Regions from separate parts of the Mus musculus genome. Here regions 2, 3, 4 and 5 are each linked to region 1. Evidence: chromatin contacts called from public Hi-C, HiCAR-type and promoter capture Hi-C data. All regions are on one chromosome and are shown on one strand. Each heading gives the region's core, a stretch centred on a gene start, on an enhancer-like site or on the middle of the called end of the contact. The rest is flanking DNA. Distances are from core to core; before and after follow the strand shown.

What was found. Promoter capture Hi-C pulls out the DNA fragments that hold promoters and counts their contacts. Hi-C and Micro-C count contacts between places; a contact is called where the count stands out from the background. HiCAR-type assays count read pairs that join an accessible place to other places.
Region 2: a contact with region 1 is called in a promoter capture Hi-C map of liver, with 4 times the contacts expected there. The contact joins the promoter of Ttc7b here to the promoter of Lgmn in region 1. A contact is called at or near these places in 4 of 39 promoter capture datasets (hippocampal neurons, liver and pre-B cells) and 1 of 115 datasets of contacts at active chromatin or transcription factors (embryonic stem cells).
Region 3: a promoter capture Hi-C map of hippocampal neurons shows a contact between it and region 1, with 6 times the contacts expected there. The contact joins the promoter of Gpr68 here to the promoter of Lgmn in region 1. A contact is called at or near these places in 2 of 39 promoter capture datasets (hippocampal neurons and stem cell-derived epiblast-like cells).
Region 4: a Hi-C map of B cells shows a contact between it and region 1, with 6 read pairs. The contact joins the enhancer-like site here to the promoter of Lgmn in region 1. A contact is called at or near these places in 3 of 39 promoter capture datasets (the 3T3-L1 cell line, embryonic stem cells and hippocampal neurons), 1 of 484 Hi-C or Micro-C datasets (B cells), 2 of 115 datasets of contacts at active chromatin or transcription factors (astrocytes and large pre-B cells) and 1 of 9 other capture datasets (embryonic stem cells).
Region 5: a contact with region 1 is called in a HiCAR-type map of astrocytes, with 6 times the contacts expected there. The contact joins the promoter of D130020L05Rik here to the promoter of Lgmn in region 1. A contact is called at or near these places in 5 of 39 promoter capture datasets (the C10 cell line, cranial neural crest, hippocampal neurons and 2 more), 2 of 484 Hi-C or Micro-C datasets (forebrain and uterus), 8 of 115 datasets of contacts at active chromatin or transcription factors (astrocytes, embryonic forebrain, embryonic stem cells and 4 more) and 1 of 9 other capture datasets (adipose tissue).

The regions. Positions count from the first base shown.
Region 1 is chr12:102,437,649-102,442,408 of GRCm38.p6, reverse strand. Lgmn (legumain) reads left to right here and starts at 2,681. Exons shown (of 14, transcript NM_011175.4): 1 at 2,681-2,778.
Region 2 is chr12:100,518,772-100,523,531 of GRCm38.p6, reverse strand. Ttc7b (tetratricopeptide repeat domain 7B) reads left to right here and starts at 2,710. Exons shown (of 20, transcript NM_001033213.1): 1 at 2,710-2,961. The coding sequence starts at 2,841.
Region 3 is chr12:100,897,487-100,902,246 of GRCm38.p6, reverse strand. It overlaps Gpr68 (G protein-coupled receptor 68), which reads left to right and starts at 2,867. Exons shown (of 3, transcript NM_001177674.2): 1 at 2,867-3,004. It overlaps Gm36572 (a long non-coding RNA gene), which reads right to left. Exons shown (of 5, transcript XR_381840.4): 3 at 2,530-3,826.
Region 4 is chr12:100,992,107-100,996,866 of GRCm38.p6, reverse strand. All of the region lies in intron 3 of Ccdc88c (coiled-coil domain containing 88C), which reads left to right. Gm36756 (predicted gene, 36756) reads right to left here. Exons shown (of 5, transcript NR_166870.1): 4 at 4,479-4,627. Among named protein-coding and RNA genes, the nearest start is that of Gm36756, 7.9 kb to the right of the region's middle. Within about 2 kb of position 2,041, at least 54 of the 459 cell types and tissues checked have an H3K27ac peak or open chromatin away from gene starts, as enhancers often do. A contact at or near this core is called in B cells, where this site is marked.
Region 5 is chr12:101,079,791-101,084,550 of GRCm38.p6, reverse strand. It overlaps D130020L05Rik (RIKEN cDNA D130020L05 gene), which reads right to left and starts at 2,100. Exons shown (of 2, transcript NR_038050.1): 1 at 52-2,100. It overlaps Ppp4r3a (protein phosphatase 4 regulatory subunit 3A), which reads left to right and starts at 849. Exons shown (of 15, transcript NM_211355.2): 1 at 849-1,822. The coding sequence starts at 1,681.

The DNA.
Region 1 (4,760 bases), core at 1,432-3,931:
TTTTTGTTGTTTGTTTTTTGAGACAGGGTCTTTTTATGTACTCCGGACTGTTATGGAATTTGCTATGTAGTAGTGGGCTGGCCTTGAACTGTTAGAGATCTGCTTGTTTCTGGTTCTGTATAATCTCAGTCTCTCACTCAATAGCCTACTGTTTGTCTTTCAAAAAACCTTATTCTGAAATGGTCCTCTGTGCTGGTACTTCTGGTGAGCGGGGAGGCTGCCACACTCTGACGTCACCTTTCCACCTTTGACGTCTCTAACCTCTAACCCTGAGATGGTAGCTGAAGCCATAACCAGGATTTTTCTGGCAGGAATTTTGCTGGGACAGTTCCTATGTGTCTGCAGGAAGCTTGGTGCCAGCCTGCTTCTGGGGACTGTGTTGGTACTTGCTTGGGCCAGGGGTGTTTTCCATTGGTTCAACACATGGCTGCCATGTCATGAGCAAGCAATAGAGTGAAGACAGTTGCCAAGGTCACAGATTCTGTTTCCCTCTCTCCCTCCCTCCCTCCCTCCCTCCCTCTGTCCTTCCCTCTCTCTTTTCCTCCCTCTCTTTTTCCCTCCCTCCCTTCTTTTCCTTTCTTTTCTCTTCCCTCCCTTCTCTCTTTATTTTATCTTATTTTATTTTTTATATTTTTTGAGACAGGGTTTCATTATATAGCCCAGGCTGGCCTTGAACTGAAGGCAATGTCCCTGCCTCAGTCTCCCAGGCATTGGGATTTATAGGTGTATTCAACCATACCAAGCTACCTTGTTTTTCCTCATTAGAATTCTCAAGAGGGCAGAGGTGACACACTCCTTTATTCCCACCCAGCACTCTGGAGGTAGAGGCAGTCAGATCTCTGAGTTCAAGGCCAGCCTAGTCCACAGAGAAAGTTCCAGAACATCCAGGCCTACGCAGAGAAACCCTGTCCCAGAAAAGAAAAGAATTCTCAAGTTACACCCACTGCCCAAGGGACCATTGAACCTTATATTTATGGGGCACTTAGCTGCTGCCAGGTATGAGGAAACCGAGAAGATGAGCTAGTTCCGGGCAAGACGCTTGTAGTGGGTGTGGGGTTGAAATCTGAATCCAGATAACTTGAAAGCAGAGCTCAACTGTGCTCCCAGGCCTGGACTCAGACCTCTCTGGCATCGCCTTGCAGGTCTCCTGGGCTCCCCGGCTATCACCTTGGCAACCCCCAGCATCTTCTACTAGGTATCCACTTACAGTGCCTTCTCTTCTGGTCCACTCAACTCAACTATTGCTGAGGGAGGGAAAAGGTTTTCCCAGGTCCTTTGTCTGAACACATCAGGCCACAGGCCAGGATGTCCCTTTCATTATTAAGGCCTAACCGTCAAAGTTTACCTTTTATTTTGGGTGAGATAGGAAGTGGCTAAGGACACATTTCTAATGCCCAAGGGGAAGAAATAAAATCCTATTTATCTCAATACTTGGCTATGTGTGGCACTTAAAGGGGCCTGGTAAATATGTTCAGTGAGTCCATGAATGTGCTTCAAATACTCACGGTGGAAGACCGGAAGGCATGTTTCATCATAGGGTTTTGACTTGAAGCCCAAGGTCACCTCCAAGCTGTGATCCTAGGCCATGTGGCCGTATGCTAAGGTCAGTGACAGCAAATGTTTTCTTCCAAGTGTCCGTTGTTATCTTCATTTTGCTGCCCTTACAGTCTCTCACAATGATTCAACTCTCCTTGTCTGCAAACATGGCCAGAGATAATACTAAGCTGGCAGATGCGGCTATGATCTTATTAACCGAGATAGGGAGCAGACCTGCTGTGGGTTGCCAGGCCTAAGACTTGGGGGGAGGAGGGGGAAAGATTCAGGGACGGGGGGTGGGGTGGGGAATGGCTCAAAGTGTAACAAACTTGTGTGACCATTAGGGAGAAAGACACAGCTGATCTCCTGGATTCACTGGCCAGCAGTCTAGCTTGACCAGTAAGCCCCAGGCCAAATGAGTTGGCCCTGTTTTGGGTCCTGGTATACTCGGGCAAGACTACATGAACTCTGTCACAACTCCATCCAACTCATTCACTGAGCACCAGCTTCTGGAACTTGCATATAGAGTATTTTACTTCCTCTCCAGCTCACTGTGACACCGAACACTTGGGACGTGACAGGGAATTAGGATTTTAGCATTCAGGAACCAGACTACTAAGGTTAGCTTCCGCCACTGAAAGTGTCTTGGGAGCCTGAAAAAAATTAAGCTCCTTGATTTTGTCAGATGTCTTGTCTGTAGAGCTGGGGTGGCCATACATTTCTGGAGGTTGGGGGTGGGGTGGGTGTTGTGATCATAGGCCAAGGCAGACCAAAAAAAACCCCAAAACAACAGTCCTTTGTTGTGGGTGGACTACGGGGTAGCATCCGTAGGTCCAGTGCGCTGACAAGGCTGGAGACCAGTTAGTTCGCGCGACTTCTCACTCACTGTCCGTAGAGTCCCCAGACACCTAGGTGCTCATGCCTAGCTCATTGAGAAGACGCAGCCCCAACCTCTGACCACAGGGCCCTAAAGCTCCGCCCACAGGGTCCGAAGCCCCGCCCACGCACACTGGGATTCGTAGTCTTTCTGGCTTGCCGGCCTCAGTCTCAGCTTCTATTGGTTTCCTTATACGCCACACTCCGAGGCTGCACAAATCAGGCTGCGCAGGTAGCCCGGGCTCAGCGATCTGTGTTGCCGCAGCTCAATCACAGCGGGGCGGACTCTAGAGGTGGCTGCTCTGAGTCTGCGCGACGCCCGGAATTCCCACGGTTCTGCAGTCACCGCGGCGATCACCCGCCCAGGTAATCGGGGACCCCGGGGAGGACCCGCGCCCCATGAGAGGTGACTTAGCGGTTTTTGGCTAGGCTTTCCATCCCTCGACCCTTTCTGAGTAATATTTCCCTTCTGAAAGCTCCTAGCCGGAGACTTGTTTGTGTCGCGAGTGTGCTTTGCTGGAACGGCGGGTTGCCCTGGAGGGCGAAACTGAGGCAGGAGGAGGAGTCGGTTTACTAAGGTTTCACAGCCAGGCAGCTCTTGGCAGAGTCCCGGGTTTGTTGTTGATGTTTTTAACTTGAATCAGTACACCAGTAGACAGGGGCGATTCCCGATCTGAACAAAAACACCCCGACAGGAATACCCCAAATATTCCTGGCGAGAGCTAGTGGGTTTCAGGGAGGCTCACATGCTCCTTGATAGTGAAAGCTAGCCTTTGTGGTCCCTGGCCCCATAGGGTTAGGATTATTTTGTGTTAAGTACAGTAGACCCTAAGGGCTGGAGGATGGAATGTCTGTCACGTGGTCCATTTTATAGATGAAAATGAGTGGTCAGGATTTGAAACTCGCCCTGTGGTCTACAGCTGTATGCCCTATGGAATATTCTTTACTCTGGGTCTGCAAACCAAATATTTATTGGGCTGGAGTAAGTAAGGTAAGCTTTTCTTTGCTTTGAGACAGCCTCCTCAAACTCAACATGTAGCCATGAGGTTGGTTTTTGAATTCAGCGACCCTCCTGCCTCAGCTTTCTGAAGGCCAGAATTACAGGGTTGGGGCACCATGCTGTGTTCTTTGCAAAGATTTTTGAGACGAATTTATTTTGTTGGGGGTAGAGATAGTCCTTTGTGTACAGAGACAACACCCAAACCTCATTTGGGAGGAACTAGGACTTGGTGTGGAGGGGAGAGGGGTGAAGTTGGAGCCATGGAGATAGGGAGTGGCTAGTGGGTCGGAGGAGGGGTGTGCATTACCTGGAGAACAGCAAGGTGAAGTTGTGAACAGCGTTTTTTGGACCTGGGATTGTGGAGCCTGTTTGGATTAAGGGATTACATGTGTGGAGTGAATTGATGCAGGAGGATGTCACGTGTATCTCAAATGCCCTTTAGTGGGGTGGGGAATTTAGGTGTTGTCCTGAATACCCAGTGAGCTGCTTTTAGTGTAGATTTCTCTTTACCTTATCGGGTTTGTAGGGTAGAAAGTGTTAGAGGAGGTCACACTGAAGACCAGAAGGGCACCACAGTCACCCCCAGGGGAGTTAGAGCAGTGGTAGGAAGAGAGAGACTACACCATGCCCAAGACACTGTTTATTGATGGGGACACATTCTTGGACATATGTGTCAGTAGGCGATGTTGCTATGTGTATGCTGTGTGTGTGGGGCTTTCACAGGAACCTGGATGGTGTAGGGCACTCACTGTGGGGCTGCTAGGTACGATCAGAGATGGTACAGTGTGCAGGAGAAGAGCGAGGCTGCGGCCTGCAGAGCGTTTTCTATTTATAGTAACTGGGAGGACTCTCTGGAGCCACACACAAACCAGTGGAGGGTCATGTCCTGCACATAATTATGAGGCTGGCAGCACAGTGGCTTGTTGTCCCCAGCATTGCTAGGGACACATGAGTAAAGCATTGGGTGACAGCATTGTGACAGCTCCAGGGATAGTAGTGATGGGACATTCTGGCTCTTGCTCTTCTGGGCCCACCATTGTGTATGTGATGTGAATGCTGTTAACCCAGAAAACCCAAACAAAACAAAACAAAACTAAACAAAACAAAACTAAACTAAACAAAACTAAACAAAACTAAACAAAGCAAAACATGTCCCACTTCACAGTGTTGAAGTAAAAACTCTGCTTCTGGAATTTTCCTGTGACTCTTTTGGAGAAATGCTCATTGTTGTTCCTGTTATTATTGTTGCTGTTATTATTATACTTATTTTTTTTTGAGACATGGTCTCTACGTAATCCTGGTTGTCCTGTAACTCACTATATAGACCAGGCTTGACTCAGCTCACAGA
Region 2 (4,760 bases), core at 1,461-3,960, 1.9 Mb after region 1:
ATTGAAATCACCACATCCTTCCTTCTGTAAGTCACCTTGGTCATTCTCTCTCTCTCTCTCTCTCTCTCTCTCTCTCTCTGTGTGTGTGTGTGTGTGTGTGTGTGTGTGTGTGTGTGTGTGTGTAAAATAGAATTACATCATTTTCTCCATCCCACCGTTTTTCCTACCCCTTTACCCTTGTTCTGTCAAAATCCATGGCCTTGGTCACGGCACTGTACCACAGCAATGGAAAGTAACTAATACAGTGTTGGGTGGGGAAACATGGCATCCACAGACAGGAAGCTAGAGAGGGAGGTTCACTCCTAAAACGACTAACATTCTAAAGTTGGGGCCCCACCCATAGATCTACATTAATCCTTTGCAAGGGCAGCTTCCCTTGACCCACGACCCAAGGTCCTTCCATCAGGCCTCCCTTCTTAAAAGCCCCCACATCTCAGTATCTTCATCCTATGGTCCAAGTTCTCCACAGAGGAACCTAGGAGCATACACTCAAACAATAACCAGTTCAAAGAAAGTCAGATGCGTTTGTTGTGGAATAGCTGATTTTAGACTGTAGTGTGCAAGAGGCAGAGAGCTGTTAGGATGGTGGCCTAATCTTCTCTACCCTCTAATTAAGTTTTAACTGCTGCATTCCACAGGTACACATTATAGGAAGGGAAGAAGAAGGTGGGGGCGGGGAGTTAAATCCCACTGCCTGGCATCTCCCACGCTCAGAAAAACGGCTTAGCCAGGAAACAGACTGGATGCTTTGCCTTACACTGTGGCCATGGAGGCCAAGTAATGTTATGACATTGTTATTCTGTGTGCCACCATGCAGGGAAATGCAAGTCCTACAGTCACACAGGCACTGTCAGCTGAACAAGGCTTCTTGGTGACCTTTGGCCTGAGGCTTATTCCAGACTTCTTAGCTGGATCTGGAAGTGTGTAACAATGTAATGAGACCTCAAAAGCCCACCTCCACGCCACACCTCCTAATAGTGCTACTCCTACGGGCTAAGTATTCACTCACATGGGTCTATGGGGGCCATTCCTATTGAAATCACCACATCCTTCCTTCTGTAAGTCACCTTGGTCATCTTCTCTCTCTCTCTCTCTCTCTCTCTCTCTCTGTGTGTGTGTGTGTGTGTGTGTGTGTGTGTGTGTGTAAAATAGAATTACATCATTTTCTCCATCCCACCGTTTTTCCTACCCCTTTACCCTTGCTCCTTCGCCCTCATTTCCTCTGGCATTCTGTTTGCCTGTCCTTGGGCTGTCCTTAGTGTCTGAGCCCCATCTGCTCTGCTCCCATCACCTCTGAGGGCCTTGGGTTGCCTCAGTGTGGTGTTGGTCATGTCCCAAGTACTTCTTTCCTCTTGGCCCTTACTGAGTTTCAGTTGCTGATCCTGTAAACCAAGGCCTGTGAGTCTGGTCTTCATTTATCCCCAGGGCATGAGAGAAAAGCCTGCACTTGATAGCTTTGGAAAGCTGGAGGAGACACACCCAAAGAGGATGAACCTGGTGACAGGGTACTGCCCAGATGACAGCTCCATCCTCAGAGGCAGTATTGCAGAGTCCAACACCCCCACTGCCCCTGAAGCCACATTCCCTGACCAACTTTCCCAAATACTGGTCATGTCCATACTTGCAGGCCTTGCCATTGCATGCCTGACTAACATGCAGGCTCCCTATCTCACCAAGAAGAAAGACAGTCTTTCTAATGATCCAGAAGGCCGGGCATGGACTAACCCCCACCCTCCTGACATCATCTGCTCAGCTCCTTGCCTTCATTCCACCCCAGCCACTCTGGCCTTTTTCTAACTCACCAAATATAGTAAAGCCGAGGCCTTTGCTCTGCCTGTAATGATCTGCCCTCCCCACCTCCCATATCCCCCCGACTCTCATCTTTAAAACTGTCAAATATCACTTCAACACCATCCTTAACCAACCCATAACCTAATTTGCTACTTTATTTTGCTTAATTAATTCATTTCCATGAATGGGCTATGAACTTTATACCCACTTTGAAGCAAAGTTGTACCCACTTCGTTCCGTTTCCACAGCCCTAAAACACTACCTAGCTCTGTGTGGGTGACCTCTGACTCTATAGTTACTGAATAAATTACACAAGTGAAATAATGTTCAGCTTAGACACCTGCCCCTGCTCTCAGTTACAAGGTCAAGGCCTGGAAATGCCACTTATGAGTTGGTATTCTCCTCAGAGGGCAAGGGAGCTGGCATCTGGGCTTGCAGCTACACACACACACACACACACACACACACACACACACACACACACACGTCCTCCCTCACTTTCTTCCAACACACACTTAAGGAACTTCGGGCAGGTTCTGGAGGAGCATGAATCTCCACTGCTTCTGGCCACATGATGGGGACGGAGGCTACCTGGGGCAGAGGGGAGCCTGAGGAGGGGCGCAGGCCAGCACAAGCAACCTGCGATGGCAGGGCCAGCCGAGGCAGGCTCGCCCTTCACGCCCTCTCGCACTAGAAACCCCGGCCTTTGGAGCCCCAGAGCATCCTCGGGGTGGCTGCCCTGGCTTGACCCCTCACCGCTCCAGGTTCGCTCCTGAGCACCGTCCCGCGCTCCTCATTGCTGTCCGGCCTCCGCCCCGGCCCGCTGCGGCTCCGGCCCTGGCCGGCAGGGGCCGCTCCTCGCGGCGCCCGGGGCCCCGCCGCGCCCGCCGCCGCCCGCTCCCCGCCCCTTCCCCGGCCGGCGTTCCCGTTACGCCGCCGAGCCGGGAGCCGGAGCCGGAGCCCGCGGCCGCAGCGGGAGGCGGCGCGGGGCCCGGCGGCGGCGGGGCCTGCGGGGCCTGCGGGCGCGCGCCGGGCCGGCCAGGGCGGCCATGGCGACCAGGAAGGCGGGCTCGCGGCTGGAGACGGAGATCGAGCGCTGCCGCTCCGAGTGCCAATGGGAGCGGATCCCCGAGCTCGTCAAGCAGCTGTCGGCCAAGCTCATCGCCAACGGTACGCGCGGACGCACCGGGGCTTGCGGGACCGCCGCGGCCTCCGGGGCTAGGCCTGAGGCTCCGGGCGCGAGCAGGGGCGCGGCCGGGCGGCGAGGCGCAGGCCGCGCGGTGTGCGCGGGCCAGGCCCTTGGGGAACGCGGGGTCCTCCGGTCACGCGGCGTGCGGCTGGGCGGGCGGGCTGTGCCTGTCGGAGCCTTGGAGTCCTGACGTGCAGGCTGGAGAGGTTCACCGACCCCAGAGACCGGAGGCCAGCCCCGGGCTTCCAAGAAGTTGGAGCTTGTGTGTGTGTGTGCGTTTGTGTGTGTATGGAGCCCCCCGGGACATACCTGTGGGCATCTGGGGACCACCAGAGTGTGTGTGGTGTGCTCAGGGGTCCTGTGATGGAGATGTTGTGAACATATGGTAATCAAGGGCCCCAGGAGGGAGCTCAGACTTGGAGGGTGTCAGGGGTGGCATTGGCAGGTTGGGATTTGTGTCTTGAGGTCAAGACAGTTGGGTGTCAAATCTGCAGACCCAGAGAGGATAGGGTGGAGAGTACAAGGGAAACAGAGTCAGGGAGTCTGGGAGAAGGTTACTGGGCAGGAAGATGAGACTGTATTAACAATGAGGGAAATGGAGCTGATTGGATGAGGGGCCTGGTGCGCCCAGGAACCAGGATCTGACTTGGGAAACCTGGCGGCTGGACTTGGCCAATGACCCCATTTGCTGAATTGGTTCTTCCAACCCATCAAACCAAAACTGCAGCCAAAATCACATTCCAGAGCGAGACTCCACGTGGCCTTATTTGTTTTGGAAGCAAGTATGGTTAATATTTGCTTGTCTTTTCGTACGCGCCAAAACCACAGGCAGGCACTTGGAGCCTGGGCAGAGAGGGCAGAGGATTTTGTCCTCCTTCACCTCTGGCTTCCCAAGACTGTCTGAGCAGGCGTGGGACAGACAAATCACAGAGGGAATGAATGAAGGACTGACACTGCTCATTCAAGGAAGGACATGTGTACTCTTTTCAACCTTCACCCCGAACTACCCAGAAACGGACAGGGAAATCTCATAGCCTCTTTAAGGTTGGTGGTTGTTTGTGATTTTATGAAAATAGCGCCTGGAAATGAAAACTTAACAAAACCAAACCAAACCAGGTTTCTCTATATATCTTTCAAACTTACCTTATAGCTTAGGCTAGCCTCAAAGTCTCCCGCCTCCTGCCTTGCCTCCCAAGTTTAGGACCATAGGCAATGTCACCATGCAGACAGGGCAAGGTTTTGGTTTTGCACACTGTCAACCACAGTACCTTGCTTTGGGTAGGTGTCTTTGTTAAGTTAGCATTGGAGGGAAAGGTGTTGAGTACTCAGGACCCCGAAGGCAACTTGACCTTGCCTGCTTTTGTGGCGTCTCCTTCCTTCCTGCATTTTCCTGCTTCTTGTTGAAGTCACATTCCTAAGTTTTTTGGGTCACTTCCATCCCTCCTGTGCAGGTGGATGTTAGCATTGGGTGTGGTTGTGAGCATCCTCCCGTCTCCACCTGCGACCTGGCTGTCTGCTCTCATTCAGTGGCGTGTGCAATGCCCACCTGGGCCAGGTGCTGACCAGGCCCCTGCTGTCTTGCATTTACTTCCTCTGAGAGGAACACTGAGGCCCAACTATGAAGGTAGTCAGGGAGAAGAAAAACAGACATGTTGATGTGGCTGCGATCGTGGACAGAAAGGGAGAAGACACTGGCTCAAGCTGCTGGTCCCTGGAATGAGAGGGTGCACGGACCCCTCTTTTTTCATTCATGGGCCCATTTTCAAGGCCTCTCTGAGCT
Region 3 (4,760 bases), core at 1,618-4,117, 1.5 Mb after region 1:
ACTCCACAAGGTGAGGTACACATCTATAGGAAGCTTAATTCAAGGGCATGAAGGATCTAGGAGTGGTTCTGTGGGGTAGAGTGTTGCTTAGCATGTGTAAGGCTGTGGGTTCAATTCCCAGCACTACAGAGTATATAGGTATCCAGAGGCACAAGATGTTGTTTGGACTATGAGACAATGAGAACAGAGACTATGAGATAGAAACTTGAAGACAGGACCACTAAGGAGAGCTACCCCGAGCCAGGGACCATCAACCAGAGTTTATGTAGGTTATTCATAGCACCATAGGAGCTGTGAGGCATGAGAGCAATGTGGGGTTCACTTTATAGCAAACTATTGCCACATCATGGCTGAACTCCAGAGAGTCGGAAGCACAGATAGCCAGCTGACAGTGGGCTTTAAAACAGTGTTCTTTCCTGGAGGGAGGGACAGAGGTGAAACATTATTGAATGAAACAGTTTTAGGATTCTGAGCTCCCATAGCATCCAGCTGGGCATGCACTTAGGAAGTTTGCAGCACCTCTGTTTTTCAGTCTATGAGATGGAGAGAATGAGACTCATTGCAATAAAACTCAGGTGTAAGCTCTAAGGATACAGGAAACACCAAAAAACATAGCAGGAAGCCATGCGGTGGCGGCACACGCCTTTAATCAGCACTGGGGGGGGCGGGGGGGCAGAGGCAGGATGATCATATACACTCCTGTCTAGCTCGGACTTCTCAGGAGACCCTGTTTTAGAAACCAAGAGAAGAAAGGGGTATCTGGAATGTTGAATAGCAATATCAATTGGCATGGATTAAATGTTCATTGCTGTGTGCAGAGTCTTGAGCTGAGAAGGCGACCCTTGGTTTAACTCATGTGACATGACCGACCCTCTCTTAGGTAGTGTCCCCATCTTCAGGCAGGGAAAGGCTCACAAAATGGTAAAAGACTGAGCGAAGGTCACCCTGTCAGTATGAAGGGCTGGAATTTAAAGCCAGGTGCTCTGGCTTTCTAACCCGAACTCTTAGCTATATTCAGAATGACAATTTAAACAAAAAGAAAGGCAGGGGTGGAGGAATCGGGGAGGGGGGGTGGTGTGGGGAGGTGGAGGTGAAGTGGTGTGTGTGTGTGGGTGGGGAGGTGACAGACATGTAGGTAATCCCTGGGGCTCTCTAGCCAACCAGTCTAGAAGGTGGTGAGCTTTGAACTCAGGGAAAGACCTTGTCTCAAAAAACCAGGCGGGGTGCCCTCCACACACAGAAGTACATGCATGTATGCACACCACACACAAGATTTACAACGTTCACTACACTCACACATACGAATACAAATTAGGAAAAAAAAAAAACAACGATGAACATTTTCAGGCACAGATAGTTTATTCTGGAAAATTCCATTTGTGAACATTTTTCAAAAAGGAGGGACTTCACAATGGGAACCAGAGAGCAGGCTGAGCCAGTCTCTGTCAGCACCAGAAGAGAAACACCCCCCACCCCACCCCCGCTATTTTGGCTGCTCTTGTACCTTCTGCCTTCTGTGAAAAGTCCCACCTAGAGCAGTAGTTCTCAGCCTGTGTGTCTCCACCCCTATAGGATTGAGTGACCTTTTCACAGGGGTCATCTCAGACCATTGGGGAAAACACAGATATTTACATTATGATTCGTACAGTCGCAAAATTACAGTCATGAAGTATCAATGAAAATAATTTTATGATTGGGGGGTAGGTCACAGCATTAGGAAGGTTGAGAACTACTGACCTAAAGACTACATCCTAGCACCCTGAGCTACCCAAAGGGCTTGGCAGCCACTGACATAGATCTACTCTGTCCCTCTCTAGTCTACACCTCGGTTTGCACTCCATCTCTACCCTGTCTCCCTGTCTCAGACTTGAGCTTTGCAGACCCCCCACCAACCGGTTCAGACATTTATTTCATAGATTCAAGCATGGGTCTCGCAGACAGGCAACTGCATGCCAGCAATCCTACCAGGCAGTGTGAAGACCTCTGGGAAGTGTATCAGTGAAGTCACCAGCCCAAACTGGGAAAGTTCAGAAAATGAGAGGCAGAGGCAAAGGGTCTTGGGGGTGGGGGGTGGGGGGCGGGGGGTGGGGGTGGGGGTAAGACCCACAGGAGCCCAGGTATGCACTTGTGAGAGACCTAGATACAAGGTGGCATAGGGTGGGATGTAGATTTGAATCTCAAAGGCTTCATTAAGTAAGTGGGTGGCCTCGGGCAAGCTATTTGTCCTCTCGTGCCTCAATTTCTCTCCATTATAAATGGGAAAAATAGTAGCACTTGCCTCGTAGAGTTAATCAAATCAACACGTTTAGGTGCGTATAACAAGGCAAACTGTGACTATTTGCTATTAGTGTTTAGGGCAGTATGTAGGGCAGAGGACAGTAAGTTTTCCTTGATGTTTCCATAAAACCAGAGAAGGTCATTCATTATGTCCTTGACTATACCCGCTGGCTCTGGGACAGGGTCTGGGATCCAGAGGCTAAGCCCCAAGCTTCCAGCAGGTAGAGAAAGGCCCAGAACTGTGACACCCACCTCATTTAATGAGTGGATACGTTAGAGACCGAAGATGAACGCAGAAAGGCTCTCTACCTTCCTCCCAGCTTCCCACGTTGGGTTTCAGCGTCCCTGGGAGCGCCTGTGGCTGAAGAAGTCCCCTAGTGCTTCAGCAGCTTGGCTTCTTCCGCAGAGCCAGTCTCTAGGTCAGGATGCTAGCAGGGAGGGGGATGGGGGTGCTGCACCTCCGGGACCGGCGAGCGCTCAGGCCACCTCGGCCCTTCTAGCAGGCGCCTCATCTGTGGCTTGCGGTCAGTGTGAGCTGCAGGGCGTGGACCGACAGGTCTGGCTGTGCCTGACTAGGGTTGGGAGCGGGAGGAATCTCGCACAACGTGGCCCAGAGTGGCTAGGAGAAAGGGACCTGCGTGCCTTGCAGGAGTCCCCAGCCTTTCCAGGAGGCGCACGCACTGCACCAGAGGACATCAGGCCCGCGTCCCAGACTGTCGCTGCACAGGTATGTGTTCCCGCGAGCCAGGCTCCTTCCTTTTGCCATGGTTACTGGTCGCTGGCTTACCAGGGTCGGGAGAAGCGAGGTCTGCTGGGTTCTGAGTCCTGCTCCGGAGCGCAGGGTCGGGTGTGCTTGCGCTCCGGGCCGGCCAGCAAAGGATGCGGGAGCGGCGGCACAAGAGGCGGGCACACCCCCAAACACCACCGTATGCGTGCGGTGAACCCGCAGAATTGACTGTGACCGAAGTCAGCAGGGAATGTCTGCCCTGGAGCGCCAGCGCCCCGGGTCCCTCTCCTGGGTCCAGTGTCTCTTTATGTGGTCGCCACTGGGTTTAGCAGCCGCCCCCGCGGCTGGCTCCGTGGCCACCTGGTAATTTCTTCACCCTCAAAAAAAAGTATGAGACCTCTAACCCTTCATTTACCCAGTTCTGGTGATCTAAAGATTGCATTGGGGTCCTTTTCTATTCACACTCGAGTCTTCGTGGCCCTTCTTCCAACAGGCTCAGAGCTCAAACGCTGAGACCCAAACAATTCTCATGTCCTTACCTTCTGCTCTGGGGGGTAGGGCGGGGAGGGGAGGTTGGGTGGAGCTGGCCCACTGCCAGTCAGCAGGAGCAATAATAACACTTGCTGGTCTGAACGCTTAAATCCCCTCTGGGAATCAAATGTCCGGGAGAAAAAGCTGTGTCCCAGGTCTGGATGAAGGAACAGGTGGACGAAAGCGTGACAGGCGCTAAGGCAGCAAGCCTTCTGGGGTTCAGCACTGGTTTGGTGCCAATGTGCCAGAGGCCTTGGGCATGTCTTGCTGTGAGGGGGTTGGGAAGGATACCTGTGGGTAGATGAATCAACCCTAGAGTTTAATGAGGTGGCATGTGGCAGTCGCTTGCCCTCCCATCTGACACAAATCATATAGTCAAGGCTACGACCTGCTTCATTCTTTTGGCCCCCTGCCTGCATCTCCACCTCTCAACCCAGAGGGAGAGGGGAATTTCCTGAGCTCAGTGGGCTGGGCCGGCTGTATAGGGACCTCTTTCAGTTCCCTGGCCAGTTCCAGAACTTCATGGCTCATTTAAAGCCACTTCTGTTCATTAGAGTTTGGGGCTCCTCTTCCTCTTTTTTTTTTTAAATTTGTTTCTTCACCCTTTCTCTCCTTTCTACTCCCCAGGGGGCTACATGCACGCCATGTGCATTGCTGGTCCGAATGCCCTCCTTTCAAACTTCAGTTGACCCTTCTAAGAAAAGAGACTTGCCTCTAGAGCTCACTCTCTAGTGTAGCGATGAGACCACACACAGGCAAAGCTTGCACCTCCACATAGATGCCAACTCTGAGAATTCCCCTCCCCACCCTCTCTCTGCTGCAGCTTCTTGTTGAAAGGCACACAAAAGGAAGAGATTTATCGGACAGGGACTAGAGTCAGAAGGACTGTTAAGCTGAGATCTCCAGGGGCTTAGCATCCAAATTCCTGTTTCAGCTGGTGGACCCCAGCCAATGTACTTTCCCTCTCTGAACCTTCATATATTGCAGGGAAATAGAGATGACAATACTTACTTGATAGAGTGAATAAAAATAAATAAAATTAAATAACCCTGCAAATGAGTCCAGTACATGGTAGACCCTAAAGTGTTTTGGGAGATAAGAATACTAATGTTCCCACTAGCCACTGTGGCAGAGCAAACCACTTTAAATGTGTGAGCTCCAGCTAGGAGCAGTTGATGGCTTCTGTGGGAGGAAGACTCAGTCTTCTTTAAGGGGGTGACCCATG
Region 4 (4,760 bases), core at 792-3,291, 1.4 Mb after region 1:
GCGTGGCTTGGCTGTGTAGGTGTAGGGTTGTCTCCTAGGGCAGCCTCACCCTCTGACCCTGACTGGGCAGCAGCCACAATTCTGGAATGCTAACCTCAGGGTATTGTCCGTCCGGCCTCAGCAGTCTGACCTTTGGGGAGACAGCCCTTTCCCATCTCAACAAGCCTGGGGCTATCGTGAGTGGCCAGCTAGAGACTGAGCCAATGTGGCTCACCCAGTGGTGGCTGATCTGGGAGGAGTAAGCCATGCTGATCTGTGGGTGGAGTAAGCCATGCTTTTACTATTTTGTCTTCTGCCTTTCTGGTAGGCGGCAGCTTAACTGGTGCTGGCCTTGCAACACTCTCTCTTTACAAGCAGGTTTCTTTCTTTTTTTTTTTTTTTAAATACCCAGCAGGCAGTGTTCCTTGCTGATCTCACAGTGGGGAGGGCTGATCAGTGCCTTGCCTGGAGGGCAGGAAAACTGTCCATTTCATTCACATTCACTCTCTGGTGCCCTGCTGTGAACAGAGGGAGGCTCAGCTACACTTGAAAGGCTGAAGGAACCTAGAACTGAAGCAGCTGAGTATGCAAAGCCGAAAATGGAGACAGGTGGCTTACAGGAGTCCTGAGAGAACGCTTAGACACGGGAGGGTCTGGTAACAGGGGCTGCAACTGCCTCAGAAGCCTGGCGTGTTTATCCATCTGCCTTCCCTTGGACCTCCAGATTTGCCAGTCACCAGTCATCATGACCTCAACGTTGGACGGTCACACTCCACTTGGGGGTTTCTAGCCGTGCCCTAGGGCTCATAGCTTGCATCTTCAGCTGTTCCTCCATACATTCCAGTAGAATGTGCAGCTGGAGTGAGCTGGCCATCCACTCCCATGCCTCACAGACGCTCATGTGGTGGGCTCTCAGTTACTGGGCTGTTGGTCTTCTCATGTCATCTTCGGGCTACAGCTGAAGAAAGGAGGGCACTTGCTGGTTCGGCTGCAGTGAGCAAAGATGATGTGCGTAATGACTAGGCCCGCAGCTGACAGGTTGTGGCGCCATGTGACTGCTGGTCTGATTTTCGGAGCTCCTTGAAGATGCTCTTTGACCCTGGCTGTCTGCCTCACGCTCCCTTACCCACAGCTGGATGGCTTCCCTTAGACCTCAGAAAGCAGCTGGCTCAGTGTGCCTGGCTGAGGGGCAGTTTTTAATCCCTGTCAGTAAAAATCCACTGTCAGGCTGTTGACATCCAGGGTGAGCGTGCTTCCTGGGGAGTTGTGGTCCCTGAATTAGATCGCTTGGCTGTTGACTCTCCTGTGTGCTGGGCTGCCATTGCCACCTTAGGAGCCCACAAACCAGAAAGGAGACTGTAATTGAGGCTGGTTGATCCACAAAGCCTGGGGCATAGCTTTGTAAGCAGTGAAGATCGCTCTTGCCCACAATCCCTTAGCCATTCAGTACCACATACCGTTGTAGTCACCTGTCACATTTGATTACATGGAGGGGGCGACACCATATCTAATCCTGGCTTGGACGTTGTCCGGTCAACCATGGCACATTCTGCTTTTGAGTTCGGACCTGGCCTTAGAATCCCCCCTCCCCTTTTTGAGATTTAAAATTTGTATTCTATGTGTATGGGTGTTTTACCTGCATCCACATATGCCTAGTACCCAAGGAGACCAGAAGAGGATGTTGGATTCCATGGAAGGGGAGCTGCAGTTGTAAGCTGCCCTGTGGGGAGCAGCCAGTACTCTTAACTGCTGAGCCATCTCTCTAGCCCCACTCAGGGTCCCTACACTCCAGAGAGCCATCGCCAGCCACCTGAGCCTAAAAGCCAGCTGTAGAATGCCTGGGAAATCCTGGCTCACCTGAGGGGTCCTTGCTCCTCAGCATTGCATATCAGACTGCAGGAGCCCAGGGCAGATGTAGTTGGGCTTCCAGAGGCTTCTTCTGTCTGGGCTCCTCCCACTTGATCTTTGTTTTGCCCATAGTTCTCATTCCACATCTCTTCCTGCCTCACAGCCCACATTACACGCCTGTCTTGTACAGTCCTTATTCATCTGAGGCCCTGATACCCATGACTCAGATGTACTTCTCAGCCCTTCCTTTACCTCAACATCCTCCGAAGCCCTGAGCTGTCAGAGGGATCTGTGGGCCCCCCTTTCTTCCCCCACCCCTTTTTTGAGACATTGTCTAACTCTATGGTACTGATCAGTGTGGTACTCACTCAGTAGACCAGGCTGACCTCAAACTCACAGAGATATGCTTGCCTCTGCCTGTGGAGTGCTGGCATCAAAGGAGTGGATCATGTATTGGCAGATGGCTAATAACCTAACTCTGGTTCCACCTGCCTATTTTAGGACTAAATAAGATTATGCAGCACCTGGGTGGTTACCGGCTGGTTAGGTAAAGTACCTTTGCACTGGAGATGGGCAGTGTGTGTGTTGAGGTTCTGTAGCCCCCTCTTTGAACTAGACCAACCTCCTTTGTGGCCATCTCTGATCAGTCAGTACTTGGTAGGTGTCTCCCCAGGATGGCAGCCCTAAAGCTGATAACATCTGTTGAGATTTCACTTCCTGCCAATATATTACTCATGAAACTGGTTTCTTCACCTACCCCCTCCCTGGTGTCAGCTCTCTCCTGAGCTGCACACCACCCCCACCCCACCCCCACCCCCAGTTTCCTGCTAGGGAGTATATTCTTGGTGATGGTGCTTTCTTGCTTTCTAGATGAAATGTCTTCTCTTGTTACAGACTCCTGTCTCTGCGGAAAGTGGCCAGTTTACAGAGATATACCCATAGGGTGGGGGACAGTGAGGGGACTGTTGGAGGGTGGACACACAATCCTGCTCATTTATCTACTCTGTTTCTCCCTGCAGCCTTTGTCATTCATTTTCCCAAGCACACACTGAGTCTAGCACTCATCCAGTCATCGTGCATCCACTGCTGTAGATCCTCTCCCACTGAGCCCAGACTAGGCCCCTCCATTCTCAGAAGGTGTCCCCACTAGCCCTGGAGAGTCAAAACTACCCCAGTGATACAGGCAGGTGTGTGTGTGTATGTGTCCGTGTCCGTGTCCGTCCGTCCGTGTGTGTGTGTGTGTGTGTGTGTGTGTGTGTGTCCGTGTCCGTCCGTCCCCGTGCTGTGTGTATGTTTTTCCTCTTCAGTTGGAGAAAGGAGAGAGAAGAAAGTCCCAGCAGGTAAACTTGTTCAGCCTGCCTTCCTTTCTATGCCTGGCCCAGAGGGATGGAGACAGCTGTGAGAGAATTTCTGCTTCTGAAGCTTCAAGGATGGAGTTGACACCCTCTCTCTATGCAAAAGTAGCCATGGTCTGCCTGTCTGTCTTCAAGGGCTCCACTTTTACGACCTTGGATCTTCATTACAGCCAGGCTTTTCTAAATCAGTGCAAGGAGGGAACATCTGTGCCTCTAAGTGTTGGGAGTGACAACCTAGCAAAAGCCAAGGGTTACCAGAGTGGCTTTGGGTTTGGCCAGCATGGGCTGGGGCCTGATTGCATGCTGAGTGTGGAGCTTGGTCACCCGTGGGTTAGGAAGAACACTTGCTTGTCTGGCAGAGAGGCTCTGTGGATGGGGCACTCCTGGGTGAGTCACTCCCTGAGCAGTGGCTCACACTGGGCCTCCTCTGGAGGGGAAATATATCACTCCAGCCTTGGGGTTGGAGGACGGGGTAGAGGCACCTCTGCATCTTGTTTGGTTGTTTGGTCTCTGTTATTACCTCCCCTGCCACAGACCCAGGCCACCTACATACCTGCACATCTTGCTTGGTACCTATTCTTTGTTCATTGTCATTTCACTTCAAGACCACCTCCCTCTTAGAGCCTCTGATTGAACCCCTTCTGTTACTGTAACAAGACGTCCGAGGCAGTGTAGCTTATAAGAGGCTTCTTTAGCTCACAGTTTGTGGGACTGGGAGCCCAGGACCAGGCAGCTGGTTTGGATCCCCTAATGCAGGGGATGTCACAAAGGCAGGAGTGGTGCAGAAGAGATCACATAACAGGCAGAAAGCCAGTGAGATTCATGGGTCCCTCGAGAACTATCTAATCACCTCCCATTCATCCAGTCCTGCCTCTTAAAGGTCCCACAGCCTTCTAACATTGCCACACCGGGGACTAAGCTTTCTTTCATGAACCTTTAAGGATTGTTCACCACCTCTAAACCGAAGTAGCGGGGATCCCCGACCTCCCAACATCCTCTGCTCAGCAGCCAGCTGTCTTGATTAGGGTGCTAGGCTTGCTGGAGGAACTGCCTCCTTCTGGCTGTGGGCTCTGAGAGCAGGTCCACCCACATACTGTCCTCTCTGCACCCTGCAGGTTTTATGGTTTTTGGTTTTGGTCCACAATCTCCGAACAGGCACCCCACGTAACTCCCAGAAGGCATCCAGAAAACAGAGAGGCCAGTATTAAGTAAAACCACACACAGCCTTTCTCTGCCTTCTAGATGCTAATGGGGTTGTTGCTAACCCCAAAGTATTGGTGGTCCCAGGGTACTCACGTAGCAAGGTCTAAGCTTGTCCTGGTATGTGGAGTGATAGACCTGGGTGTCACCTCCACTTCAGTGTGCTTTTAAGCTCTCACAGGTCCCATGTGACATGGGCTGCCATCTTAGCTGGAGGCTCTCGGTCACATGCTGCTGTTCCTGCTCTAGACTCCAAGAATGAAGAAATGGAGGGTAGTGTGCCAGACGGGATGGGACGCGGTCGTTGGTGTGGTGCCACTCGCTGAAATGTAGGAAAGGCTCTGCCTTGGTCACTGAGTGGTGGTTAGTAGAGTGCTC
Region 5 (4,760 bases), core at 851-3,350, 1.4 Mb after region 1:
GGTTAGAAGCATTGCTATAAAATAATCAGCATAGAGGGCCATACTGCTAACCTGCTCTGCTTGGAGCTCATGGGCTCCATCTAGATGCTTGAAAGGATTGCATTCTGGTATTTAGAAACAGCAACTGCTTTGTTTTTACATGCTTCCGAGTTTTGTTGGTGAATGATTTCAGGTATGTCTTTGCGAGCACTTGTCTCTGGTGTGGGTTAAGAAAGATCCCAGCTTCTCGCATACGTTGCTTCAGCCAGTCAGAGCAACATTGTGAGGCTGTGTTTCAAAAAAAACAAAAAAACAAAGAATTTCATCTTATTCATACAGTACGGCATTTATCTTTGCAAGCCCTTCAAGATGTGTTTTGTTATTTTGTTTAAAAAAACAAACAAACCAGCCTAGGGCTACAGACGATCAGCTTTGATAACCGACAGAGAAAGGGAGATAACCGCTGATTATTGTGAGGTGAGTGCTCAGAATGATCCCGGGGAGCAGTGCCACGCGTGAACACCGCGTCGAGGGTTTTAGACTTGCCCGGCCATTGCGTGCCTCACTGCATCCCGCCAACCTCGCGGTCCAAACGGTCCTCTCTCAGAAACTTCTCTATTTCAGGCCAAGGGAAGAAGAGGAGGAGGAGGAGGAGGGCGGGGGGAGGACGAGGAGGACGCCAGCAGCCCGCGCCCCCAGGGCCGACTGCAAAGGTCCTCCCTAAAGCGTCCGGAGAAGGCTCGCACGGGAAAGGACGAGCTCCGGGATCAGAGTCCAGTCTGGCTCCAGAAGCCGCCAACAGACTCCACACCCCTTCCCCGCCCGGAGCCGAGGTGATGACGAATTCAAAGTGCGACGGACGCACACGCAGCCCGCGCTTGCACGACAGTACGCGCAGGGCAGCGCGAGGGAGTCCCGGTCCGTCACCGGCGCGACTCGCGTCCCGCCTCCTCCGCTCCCGCCACCCCCGCAGCTCCGCGCCCGCCTCGGTGCAAGGCCTCGGCCGGAGCGAAGCTGCCGGCTCCCGTCTTGTCGCTTTAAGTGGTGGGGCTTGCGGGCCGCCCCTGCCGCTACTGCCTAGGTGGCCCCGCGCGCCGCTTTTGAGGGGCGAGCCAAGATGGCGGCGGCTTTGGCTCTGTGAGGAAGACGGAAGAGGCGGCGGAGTAGGGAAGGCGGCTTCTAAGAAGAGCCAGGGGTTCTCGGGTGGCCAGAGGCGTTCGGAGTCTCCCGGGAAGTGCTACCTCACCGGCTTCGGATGCTTTAAGCGGGAGGAGCGGAGCGGGGCTTCCTGCTGCAGCGGCTGGGCCAGGTACAAGGGAGGAAAACATGGCGGCGGCGGCCTGAGGAGGCGGCGGCGCGGGAAAGCGGCTCTGCGGAGGTCATGGTGGAGGCCGGAGCGGGTCTGTGAACCGAGCCGCACCTCGTTGGAACGGCGGGCCGGTAGGCTGCGTAGTGCTGCGCGTTCCCTGTCGGGGCTGCTGGGCGGCCGCGCTCGCTCGGCCTGGACAATAGCGCCGGGGAGAAGGAGACGAGAGAAGGCGGCGGCCCGGGGCTCGGACCCGGGAGCGGGCCATGCGAGCGGCGGCGCAGCTCCGCGGCGGCCAGCGGTGGCACTGAGGTCCCGGAGTTCCCCGTTTGCGGCCGCCCGCCTTTTCTGGACACTGTCCCTGGGCCACTCGGGCGGGGCCCCCGGCCGGCACGATGACCGACACCCGACGGCGGGTGAAGGTCTACACGCTCAACGAGGACCGGCAGTGGGACGACCGGGGTACTGGCCATGTGTCCTCCGGCTACGTGGAGAGGCTGAAGGGCATGTCCCTGCTCGTCAGGGCGGAGAGCGACGGTAAGTGACCCTCACTGGCCCCTCTCAGAGCAGTGGCGCTCGGACTGGGACGGCGGGAGTGCGGACGGGAACGCCACGGGGTACCCAAGTCCGGTGGAGCTCGGTGGAGAGCATTCGGGGTGTCCATCCTTAACCCGAAAACCTTGTGGCGTTGGGATTTCGAGCAGAGCGGAGCACGTTGCGCCGTGCTGCCTTTCCAGTGCAGAAAGGTCGGAGACCTGAGATCCTCTTTCCCCGGTGGTTTTTGCACCGTCGTGACCTTGAGAAAGGCATTTAACGGAAACGATCTGCTCCCCCCCCCCCCACACACACACACCCCTTAGTTCACCAATCTGTAAAGCAGGCATAAAACCTTGCTTGGCGCTCGTAAAGTTCATAGCTGTTGCACACTTTGAGAAAGTTCTGTTCTGGTGGGATTGTTGTTGTTTTAAACCTTTTCCACCATATCTTTCAGATTTTAGGGTCTGCAATAAGGTCTATAAATCTGGCAGTTCCACCAGACAGAGAAAATGCTGCTTTGGCTTTCGAGGACACACATGTCTTGACCGGGGTTGGTTGTCTTTTTCACAAGAAAGGGAGATGATTATTATTGTTGTTATTGTTTTGTATTTTGAGACAGGGTTTCAGTATGTAGCCCAACTATCCTGGAGCTTGCTCTATAGACCAGGCTAGCCTTGAACTCAAAGCTTGCCTTCCTCTGCCTCTCCAGTGCTGGGATTAAAGTGCTGCCACACCTGGCTAAGAAAGAAAGACTTTGTAGGTCTTCTGTGGGAACTCGTGAACCTTTGGAACATTTTATTGCAAGCTTTTCTGATTGTTTAAGCGTATGGTCCTTAGTTGGTTGAGTTGGCTGGTGGGGAGAGGTATCTTTTAACACTTGAACAAGTCCTTCTGCTTTCACCTCAAGTCTATTGAAACAGTCTTCAGTGTTCAAAGATAAGGTTGTTTGAAATAACGGTTTCACGTTTTAAAATATTCCTTTCTTAAGGGTTTGCATTCTCTGAATTTCACTCTTGGAAGAAAATACATATTGGCCAAAACTTCAAATTGTTTTTGGAGCAGAAGTATAGTTACCTTGTTGCATTAATTTGCAGTTTTACAGTTGAGAACTATTTGTAGCTGTTTCATGTCTGAAATATTGCAAATTTATTTCAAAGATTTTTTTTTTTCCCCTCTTTTTTGGACTAGACTCAGAACTCATTCCACAAAAACCAAGATTTTCCTGTCTGTGGTTGAAGACTGTAGAAACATTGATTTGAATTGAAGAATGGTTAACTTGGAGTATAATTATAAAGATTACCCCAAATAAGTTACCACTGGTAAAAAGTTACTTTCTAACATGAAAGGCAGGCAGTTTCTGGTGACTTGGAGGCCAGCCTGGGTCTACATAGAGTCCTAGATCAGCTGCAGTTACATAGTAAGACTTGGTCTGAAAATTTTTTTCTGATTACAACAGGTATATTTTCAGAGCTGGGTTCTTATTTGGCTGCTAATATACAAGTTAAATGTGTTTGTGACAGTCACGTAATCACCTCTGCATGTTTGTACATGTGGAAACTTTCCTTACAGTAAAGTGGAAGTGTGGGTTTCAGGGTTAAGCTTATTGTGAGGATGGGCTAACTGGGAATGGAATCCACACAGGGACTTGAGCATGCTAGGCAGTGCTCTACCACTGAACTGCCTCTAAGACCCAATGTAATTGTGAGATTTAACTAGATGTAAGCTTGAATTTCAGAACTAATACATGTAACCATACTCACACCAGTGTGCTTTATTTGATTATGCAAAGATCCTTCTGGTTTTTTGGAAAGAGTCTCCTGTAGTACCAGACTAGAATCAAACATTGTGTGTAGCCCAAAATATGGAAGTTCACGATCCTCTTGTCCCTATCTTCCCAATGCCTGGGATCATAGGTGTACTACTACATCCAACCTGTTTTGTTTTGGAGCCATTATCTAGCTATGGCTGGTCTGCAACTCAAAGCGATTCTCCTACCTGAGCCCCTGAGTGTTGGATTACTGCAGTGAACTACCACAGCCAGCCAGTTTTACAAAGGCCTTTAGACAGGATAAGCATGTAGACTTTCTGGGTGGTGGTGGCGCACGCTTTTAATCCCAGCACTTGGGAGGCAGAGGCAGGCGGATTTCTGAGTTTGAAGCCAGCCTGTCTACAAAGTTCCAGGACACCCAGGGCTATACAACAAAAGTCTGGTGTTTTATACCCTTTTATATTTTATCACTTAGGAAATAGCCTCTAAGCCCCTTTCTTCCATTTGGAATTTTGAAATTCTAATTTATTAGAACAGGTAATTCCTCTCCCCGCACCCCCCCACCCCCGCCCCAGGAGGGAAAAGAGTTAAACATAATTACTGAACTACCCCTTTATATTTGTGTTATGTGGAAAGGTAATTTTGAAGAATGGATTTAACCTGGGTGTGGTACCTTACTCCTAATTCCACCACTGAGAACACAAGTTAGGAGAATCTCAAATTCAGGGATTACATAGTAAAACATTTTCACTAAACAAGAAAGAAAAAAGGGGCTGGAGAGATGGCTCAGCGGTTAAGAGCATTGACTGCTTTTCCGAAGGTCCTGAGTTCAAATCCCAGCAACCACATGGTGGCTTACAACCATCCATAATGAGATCTGACGCCCTCTTCTGGTGTGTCTGAAGACAGCTACAGTGTACTTACATATAATAATAAATAAATCTTTTTTAAAAAGAAAGAAAAAAATGGACTTAGAAAAGGTGTAGGATACTTGTGAAGAAATCTATAGTTTTATTACTAAAGCCATTTTTCCTCCTTAACAGATAAATTCCAAGTAAGATTAGTAATAGTTTAAGTTTATTGAGTACCTCCTATGTGTGTGTCAGGGCCTCTTTAAGCAATTCATTTGTATTTACAGACATAATTCTTAAAACCATTCTCAAATTTAGG